Linked DNA regions of Oryctolagus cuniculus: all the other regions are linked to region 3. A link is a contact called in public Micro-C data. All regions are on one chromosome and are shown on one strand. The core of a region is the stretch at or near the end of the contact, and the rest is flanking DNA. Distances in the headings are between cores, read along the strand shown.

What was found. A called contact is a pair of places that touch in the nucleus more often than the background predicts.
Region 1: a Micro-C map of ear pinna shows a contact between it and region 3, with 10 times the contacts expected there. The contact joins the promoter of RBKS here to the promoter of FOSL2 in region 3. A contact is called at or near these places in 3 of 6 Hi-C or Micro-C datasets (ear pinna, psoas muscle and an unstated tissue).
Region 2: a Micro-C map of ear pinna shows a contact between it and region 3, with 6 times the contacts expected there. The contact joins the enhancer-like site here to the promoter of FOSL2 in region 3. A contact is called at or near these places in 3 of 6 Hi-C or Micro-C datasets (ear pinna, psoas muscle and an unstated tissue).

The regions. Positions count from the first base shown.
Region 1 is chr2:175,091,464-175,094,359 of mOryCun1.1, forward strand. It overlaps RBKS (ribokinase), which reads left to right and starts at 1,465. Exons shown (of 8, transcript XM_002709946.5): 1 at 1,465-1,642. The coding sequence starts at 1,554. BABAM2 (BRISC and BRCA1 A complex member 2) reads right to left here and starts at 1,201. Exons shown (of 12, transcript XM_002709945.5): 1 at 1,059-1,201.
Region 2 is chr2:175,284,956-175,288,166 of mOryCun1.1, forward strand. No RefSeq gene overlaps it. Among named protein-coding and RNA genes, the nearest start is that of SUPT7L, 58 kb to the right of the region's middle. Within about 2 kb of position 1,931, at least 4 of the 8 cell types and tissues checked have an H3K27ac peak or open chromatin away from gene starts, as enhancers often do. A contact at or near this core is called in ear pinna, where this site is marked.
Region 3 is chr2:174,544,342-174,547,087 of mOryCun1.1, forward strand. FOSL2 (FOS like 2, AP-1 transcription factor subunit) reads right to left here and starts at 1,486. Exons shown (of 4, transcript XM_051843056.2): 1 at 1,340-1,486. The coding sequence starts at 1,471.

The DNA.
Region 1 (2,896 bases), core at 215-2,714, 550 kb after region 3:
CAGACTCGTCCCAGAAACCAACCCATGCTACAGGGACAACAACCCATTCGATCCAGCAACTGCCGTAACTTTGGGGCCACACCTGGGAGAATGAATTTGTCTATTTCCAGAACGGCCATCGTATTACTTTTTGGCAGTGCAAGATTTCATGCAGCATTAAAATGTTTCAACTACGAGGAAATAGGCCTTCTTTCAGAAAGACTTTGTTAAAACTACACTGACTCCAAAATCGGAGGTCGCCGAAAAGCCAAAATATGATGGTCTTTTGTTGCGCTGAGCCGGGGACATGCGGATGAGGGGAGGGTCACCCTTAATTTTTTTAAATGGCAGCACTACACTAGATGCCAGACTGGCAAAAATATTCGGGGCCAGGCTCCCTGGAACGCTAGTTCTCCGGTTTTTATTTCCTGACTGTGAGGGGCTGCTGAAGGAAAACGAAAAAATGCAATTTTTTACAAGTGTCTGCTGCCCCAAAGATCACATAAGGTCACCTGATGGGCGGCTCGGGGAATACAAAGACGTCTAAAGCCCAGTCCAGGTTCTCGCAATTAAGAATGGGATGACAAACACGGAAACATGTGCCCCGCTGACGTCATGGAACGGAAAGGGGTGGCGTCCTGCTGCGTCACGTCAACGACATACGGCGCACGCGGGAAGTTACACGGGGGAAGCGATTTTTCCAGGGGGCAACACTCAGGGGCCTCTTGCCACCTCAGACCCACAGAACGCCCACCCCTTTCTAGGGGGCATCTAGAAGGGGACACTTTCTGTCTCCCAAAGTGTGCGATCCCCTCAGCGAGCCGGGAGGAGGAATTAACCCCGCGGGCTTAGTCAGGGCCGGGGAGCTGACTAGGTATGAAGGAAGGGAAGGCAGGCTCTGGCCGTGGGGGCTCGTTCGTGAGGGGGCCGGCACGACAGGGGCGAGCGGGCGTCTTTGGAAGCGGGCCTTCTCAACAGGAAAAGGGGGCGAGCCCGCTAGCCATATTCAAACCACGACTCTCAGCGCCACCTGTGCGACTCGGGATCCAACCTCCCCGCACCAGCCCCAGTCCAGGTACCTGGAACTTAGTCCGATGGGTAACCGGCGACTACGCGGGGTACAGGTTACCCGAGCGCGCCCCCGACCGACGCACCAACCTGCGCGCGCACCGCGGGCCGGATGCGTGCGCGCCCCCACGACGTCCCGCCCCGCCCCCTCTGCGGCCCAGAAGCCGGGAGGCGTGCGCGTGCCCGCGCGGCGCCTGTCCGTGCGCTCGGGAAGGCGTCCCGGGAGCGCCTGAAAGTTCCGCCTCGAAGGCCTGCTCCTCGAGTGGCGAGCGGCTCAGTGTATCGCGGCGATCTGGAGGGCGCCGTGTCGGGGAGCAGAGGAGGAAGGCGCTTCCTGGGAAGACGCGGGGCAAATAGCGGACGGGGATATGTCGGGCATTCGGGTGGGCGACCCGCGTAGGCGGCGGCGAGGCCCGCGTGCGGGGGGAAGCGGGGCAGGAGCGGCGTCTCGGGTTACGGGGTCGGGCAAAGGGTAAAGGTCAGCGTCCCGCCTGCACCTCTTAGCAATGGCGGCGTCTGGGGAGCCCGGGAGTCAGTGCCAGGAGGAGGCGGCCGCGGTGGTAGTGGTGGGCTCCTGCATGACCGACCTGGTCAGGTTAGTGCGGGGCTGGCGCCCAGGGTCTGCGGCTCGGGGGAGGGGGCGGTAGTGCCCTGAGCACCGCCGATCCGGGGGGAGACTGGTAGCTTGGGTGATGAGCTGGCCTGCCGCCTGCCTCTTTGACAGCCTGAGTTTGTAAAGGTGAATGGGAGGGAAGGGGACGTGGAGGCGAGTCTAGAGAAACAGCTGATGTTTCTGGAAGCACCCCCCAAGACCCGCTCCTGTGGCCTCGGCCAGGCTGCCGGGCCTCTCCCCTCACCGTCCCCGGCTCATTCGGAGGACATGCCCTACTTTGCAGGGTTGTGGGGCTGGAGGGGTGATTGTCCCGGTTTGGGTATCAGTGGTCCGAGCATGTGTAAAATAGTGGAACAAGGGTCGGAAAGATGACCGCTCACCTCTGTCCCCATATTGATTGTTGGCATTCCTGCCTTGTGTTATATGGACGCCCTATTTTTCAGTATTACGGCAACGGTGGCTTACCTAATAGCAAGCCCTGTGAGTCCAGATAAAAACCCATCAACACGATTTTCATAACCTTCGGAAAGCTCCGATCAAAGAGTGATAGAACATAATGCTAAATGAAAATAGTTGAGTTAGGTCAGATAGGCGGCAAGATGGTAGGGGGAAAAGACAGTCCAAGAAAATCCCACCATTCCAGTAGTTATCACTTTGATACGTTGGTGAATAGCTTTTCATCTCTACTGCCATTTTAATTGTAAATAAGTGGAGGCCAGTGGTGTGTCACAGCCCATTAAGCCAGCATCCCACATGAGCGTCCAGCTTCCTGCTGTTGCACCCAGTAAGACAGAGGACGATGGCCAAACCACACGGCCCTGCCACCTGGAGTCCCTGGCATCTGGCTTCAGTCAGCGTGGCCCAGTGCTGTGGGCTGTTGTGGCCGTTTGGGGAGTGAACGATCAGATGGAAAAATACTCTCACTCAGCTTTTCAAATAAATTTTTAAAAATGATAGTAATAAATTATGAGGTATACTACAGTAAGAGCTCTTCTCTCTGGAAACTGCTTTGCCAAAGGTTAGAAGAGAACTTAGGGATACATGGTGGGGAGACAGGGAACCAAAATAAATCCCCCAAAGCCCTGCAACACCCACCTGTTTCTGCCCAGAAAACAGTTGTAGGAACTTCATATAAGCAGGTTCCGGTTCCCTTGCTTCAAAACGTTCATAAGCTGTGTTACCAACTTTCCTAACCAAGATTAGAAAGGAAGAGAGACTGCTGGGATCAGCATAGGG
Region 2 (3,211 bases), core at 681-3,180, 740 kb after region 3:
TTAAAAGTATTTCAAAATAAAAAGTAAAAAAAGAAAAAATAAAGCCGGATGCCATGCTCAGAGCCTCCTGTCATCCGCCCCTACAGTGGGTGACGCTGGAAAGAGCCCTGAAAAGATACTTCCAGCCCTCGTTGCCTGTCTCCTCGCTCTAAATGCACACGTAACATCTTGCCTCTCTAGGGCCGTCGAGAGGATTAAGTACATTAGTAAAAAATCTGGCATGGGCCAAAACCAAATATATGCTGCAAATGCCCCAGAAGTGGTAAGTACAAAAGAATTCGTACTCCCATTGAATTTATACTCTGGTCAGAAAGATGGGGAAGGCACGACTAACGACCCTGGCAGAAACGCCATTCCAAGCGGCTGTAAATTCTGTGAGGGTGATGCAGTGTGGTGGGAGACATGCGAGGTCTGGAGGACCCTATGGAAATCCTTCCTAGGGAAATGACATTTACACTGAGCCTAAAGAACAAAGAGGAAGGGGATTGGCAATCTGGGTGGTAAGAAGAGCAGGAACAAAGGCCCTGGGGTAGGCAAGAGCTTGGAGAATGCAAGGAACTGTGACATTCTCTTCTCTGCTAGACCACCTGAATGCTCCTTCAGGAAAGGGGCAGATCGACACTCAGCGTCTGATGAGCAAGCAAATGGCTGAGCTCTGGCTTCAGGGTCTGCCTGCGATGTCTGCTGCCCCTCCCGGCTCTTAGCATCACTATGCAGTGGAAAAGCAGGCTTCCACGCAGGCGACCCCGACGTCTTCCCCTCTGTGTGAACTTCTTAGATCACAGAGCTGGAAGGGACCCCAAAATCCCACCCCTCCCTGTTAGGAAGATTCGGGGGAGACTGCGGCAGCCGTGGACTGGCTGGGGCCGCGTGCCCGCGCTCTCCCTGCCCCTGCAGCCTGCCTTGTTTATTTGTTCAGCAGGTTTGTTTCAGCCATGGCACAGCCTGTTCTGACTCTGGAACATTTACGAGATGAGCCAATTTTTAAAAATCATAGAAAATAAATGCTTTGCTCTTGCAGCTAAGGGGTGGGGCAGCCAGGGTGGGAGACATGTCTCAGGCCAGCTCTGCGGCAGGGCTCTGGCTTATCCTTTGCTGAGTTCTTTTCCCCTCCTGCTCTTGGGAACCAAAGGGACTCCAGTGGGATTTTCTGCCTCCATTCCTCTGGGACTGTAATGTGAAAAGCCTGGGATACTCAGCCACAGAGTTCCAATTCTCATCCCCGCCTTCATAAGCTACATTCCATACCCTGGCTCCCAGCCAGTGGCTTCAAGCCACAGCCTGATCCACAGCCTTGGGATGGAGGTGTCAGGACTAGCACCTGGCTCCTTCTGGTCCTCTGCCTACAGTGTACCGCTCACTGCCTGTGAACTCACTTGAAAGGACTTCAGGAAGTTCAAGGAAAATACATATTATGTAGAAACTACAAATAGATCTCAAACTTTTGCACCAAAATACTTTAATTCCCCTTTTGCACAAACTTATCCTTTAAAACCCTGCTGTTCCGTCACCACCTCTAACACCTTGAACTGACTCCCCAGGCATTCTGCCAGCTACTTTTTACATTTTGGAAAGCCTAACCAGGATATAGCAGGGTAGCTAAAATGTTGAATTTCTTTGCTTTTGTTCTGACTGGATACTAAGGCAGTGTAGCAATGTTAGTTTTTTATCTTGTGTTGATCGTAAGCACTTATTGCAGCCATGGAAATCTGATTACCGAAAACTTGGAAATGAATAATGAATAAATTCAATTTGTTTTGGCCAACAAGATAATTTAGTTAAGCCTTAATTAAGTCCAGGGTGGTGGCAGGGGTGGGATAAGGATGACAAAAGGAATCCTGGAGTTAAACAATTTGGACCTGGGGTCCCTGGAGGCTCTGTCACTCCCAGCTGGCTGAGCCCTGGGGACCAGGGAAGGACCAGTTTAGGAGCTGTCCTAGCCTTAGGCTCTTTCTCCCGTCTAAGCAACACCCCCTTTCTTAGCGTTCACACAGGCAGCAGCACTGGGACTGGTGAGACTCGGGGGTAGGGCCTGTGTTCCGGAGCCCCTCCAGGAAGCAGCGCTGGGTTCTGATGCCCAGTCCAGCCCCCTCCACCCCTTTGTTCAAGGCAGCTCCCCAAGGAGCAGTCTGCTCAGCTGTGGGAGGTGCTGTTCTCCAACTCCAAGATGAGCTCAGACCTTAAAAATCACAGCCTACTGCCTGCCCTGCTCAAGCCAAGGAAAACAGTAGACGTCAGAAGCCTCCTTAGGTATCTGGACGAGAGCAACTCCTCCTGCTCCCTCCCTTCCTCGTATGAGGTCATTGGATCAGGATGACAAAGCAAACAGTGACATGAGTTGGGACTTGTTCCCAGACTGATCCCAGGGATTCTCCAGCCCTCCTCTGGGCAAACCCAGGTGTGGACAGCAAGATGAACTGGACTCAGTCCTTGGGCAACTGGGATATACAGGCATTCCCTAAGGCAGTAAAGAGGAGGTCCCGGGCAGAGGGAATGGGATACCAGCACCAGCAGAGGTGGGCACAGTGCCTTCCAGGCTTCAACAAGCTCTCACATATTCTGATTGAGCTAAGGAGGGCAGACATTCCTTTCCAACTTCACTGATGAGGAAACAGCCTCATTTAAGGCCAGCAGCCTAATCAGTTACATGACTTAAATGTGACACACTTGAAATTAGTTTTGTGACTAATTAGCTTTGGTAGATCTTCCCACCTCACCACAGTTCCTTAAACTTGTTATTGCTACACCTGTTTCATGCTTTTTGCTTTGTTGCATACTACTGGCCTATTATTTGCTGAATGTTTTTCTTAAATAAACTCACTTCAAAAATTGGACCCATTCTAAGCAATAGTGCATATGTGTATACACATAATACATTAACATACATTACATGTATGCTCGTATGCATTCATGTGCAGCTACTAAAATTAAGCACCTTCATCCTCATCCTCTGAAGGCCGGTCTCACAACACGAAGGATACTGTGCACACTTCAGAAAAGTCAGAGGCAGGCATTTGGTCTATGGTCAAGACACCTCCATCCCGCATCACAATACCTAGGTCTGAGGCTCAGCTCTGCTCCCAATTCCAGCTTCCTGCTAGTGCAAACCCTGGGAGGCAGCCCTGATGGGATAAGGCAGGTAGCTAGGTTAGGACCTGCCTCCCGACTCCATGTGCTTCTATCCTCTTGTCTCTCAAACCACCCCCTTCCC
Region 3 (2,746 bases), core at 236-2,735:
ATTCCGGCCTAGGAAATCCACCTTTACCTCGGTTTACCCAACTCACAAGTCAGCGCCATCTGCAACCCCCGGGGTCTTCATCAGAACCAAATGGGATTATACCGAGGGTCCCCTGTGGGCTGGGAGTGGCGGCCCAGAGGCGGGCAGAGAGGCCACGGCCCTTGCCTGCTGGGAAGCGCCCTGTACCGACAACAGCACAGCTCCAGTCCTCTGCGTCCTCCTCTTCTGTAAAGTGGGAGTGGGCGAGAAAAACAGAGCCGGTTACGCCAAGCTTCCCCGGGGCTCTCTATATAAAGCGCCAGCGTTTCCGGGACGGCTGGCGGCATCTGGCCGCCCCAAGGGCCCCAAGATACGGTAATCCCGAACAATACTCGGGGTCATTGTTTACAGCTATAAGACACATTTTGTCCCGAGCTCCATCCCCAAGGACACGCGCGCGCGGCGAGGCGAGGCGGGCCTGAAGCCTCGCGCCCGGCTCAGTTCCCGAGCCCGCGGGTCCCGGAGAGGGGTGTGGGGCGGGCGGATATGCACCCCGGCCGTGGGTGCTTGCTTTTTTTTTTTTTTTTTTTTTATCCCTGCGTCCTGGCCTGCCGGGGTGTTTACGCGCCTCTCCCAGCAGGACTGAGTAAATGCCGTCCTTTGACGCAAAACGGATCAGCCCTTCCCCAGCGGCAGCGGCAAAACCCAGAAAACTGGGGGTGGGGACGGGAGCAGAGCGCAGAAGAAATCGTGACACTTTCGCAGCCGCCTCTCAGTCCCCTTCCCGCGCCAGAGCCAGGTCCTGGGGGCCTGCGAGGAGGGGGCGCGGCCGGGCCGCCCGCCCCCCACCCTGGGCAACCGCATGTCGGCGCGGCGCGAACAGAAGCACTTTTGGTTTTCCTTTGGGCCACGGCTGCTGCCCGGCCCTCCCCCCAACCCTGCGCTCGAAAATCCGGGTGCTTCTGGGTCTCTCCCACACAGTCCTTCCAGTAACGCGGGGGGCGGGGGCGGGGCGAGGGGAGCGGGAGCTTCCTCCGCGGCCTCTGCCGTCCCGGGCGCGCCCAGCCCCGGGCAGGCGCCGCCGGAGCGCACTGGCAGGCGAGTGCACCCTTGCGCCCTGCGCCGCCCCCGCCCCGTCAGCTCCCCCGCTCCTTTCCTTTCTTGTGGGTTCCCGTAAAGCCCCGCAGCCCCCAGACGTCTGCAGAGCATCACGGAATCTGTGCTGATGCAAGTCGCAAGCCTCCCCTCGGTGCGCCCTGGCCTGCCTCCGAGCGCTTTGATCCCGGCCTCCCCCTGCTCCAGCACTCGTGCGGGCTCCCTCTGCCCGCCCGGAGGCCTGTGTGCCGCGGTGCGCCCTCACCTTTCCGTTCTCCCAGCGCCGGACGCCCAGACCTGCGCCCTGGCGCTGCTGCTGCTGAACTCCCCGGAGCCGGCGGTGCCCTGGCCCCCACTGCGCCCAAGCCCAGTTCCGTGTCCCATCCGTGAAAACCATTCCCGGGTCACCCAGTTAGAAAAGGCCCTGTGGCTCGCCGGAAGGGAGGGGACCCTTTATTGTGCGCCCAACCAGACGGGGCCACGCTGAGTGCCTGTATGTCTCCTGGAAGCCTCAGCTCCAGGCTGCAGACGAAACATGAACTCGCGGCGCGGGCTGGGGTGAGGGGATCACTGGGTGGGTTAGAGACCTGTTGGGAGTGCCCGCGGGGTTTCTTCACCTGACATCCCCTGAGGCAGGAGTGGCAGCACGAGCTTGGTCTGGTGCTGCTGTATCCCACTCTCTGAAAGTCTGTAACTTCAGCACCATCACCCAGCTTAGGGGAAAGGCCACCCCAGACAGAGAAGGAGAAGGTGTGGGCTTGGGTGCAGAGAAAAGTGGGGGTGGGATGAGGCTGCCTTTTCATTCACCGCCCTCTGGGTCTCTGCCCCGCCTTTGCCAGTTTGCTGGGTCATCCATCTTGCCCAATGGCCATCTCGGGAGAGGACTGGAATCCAAGAATGGCTGCTCGCCTGGGCTGCACTGTCGCACACACGTGAGCACTGGCCATGTGTGAAGCCCTCACACATACCTGGCCTCACTTGTCCTTGCACAGAGCACAGGGCAGGGGTGTGGCCAGCAGCCACCGGGGCCTGGACTGAGCCACAGCCTCTCCGAGGTTTCCCAGCCCGTGGTTGCTGGAGCCTGGACTCGAAGCCATCTCCCTTGACCTTAACTCCAGGGCTCTGCCGGTTCCCACACTTTCAGCCTTGAAAAGTTAGGAGCAAACTCCACTGGGAATGAGAAGCCATCCGCTCTGCATTGTGCCTGAACGAAGTTGCCAGGCACGAATGCAGCTCCGCACCATTGAGCGCGATTTAACATGCAAGTGTTTCTGTTTGCCCAAGGAACTATGGCTGTGTTAGGGGTCCACCAGCAAACAGACCGGAGGCCTCAAGGGGGATGCTCCTTAGAAAGGTGTGGGCAGGGCTGTGAGAGCAACATGGGGGCTGGACGCTCCTGGAGCCTAAGAAACAGTCCGGTGCTGTTGTAGCCTAGTGAGTGCTGGGATGAGGGCAGAGAATGTTCTGGAAAGGCGGGGAGGGGGTCGGTGTGTGTGTGGGGGGAGAATGCAGACCCAGCTCCCCCTATCACCTGCCCCATCTCTGGGCAGAGGGTGGGTCCTGATCAATGCCAGCCCCTGAGATTGGGCTCTCAGGGCCCACAGTACATCTGGTGGGGGAGGGGCACTCACCCATTGGGGCAGTAACCAGCACAGGTGCTGCCAAGTCCTGG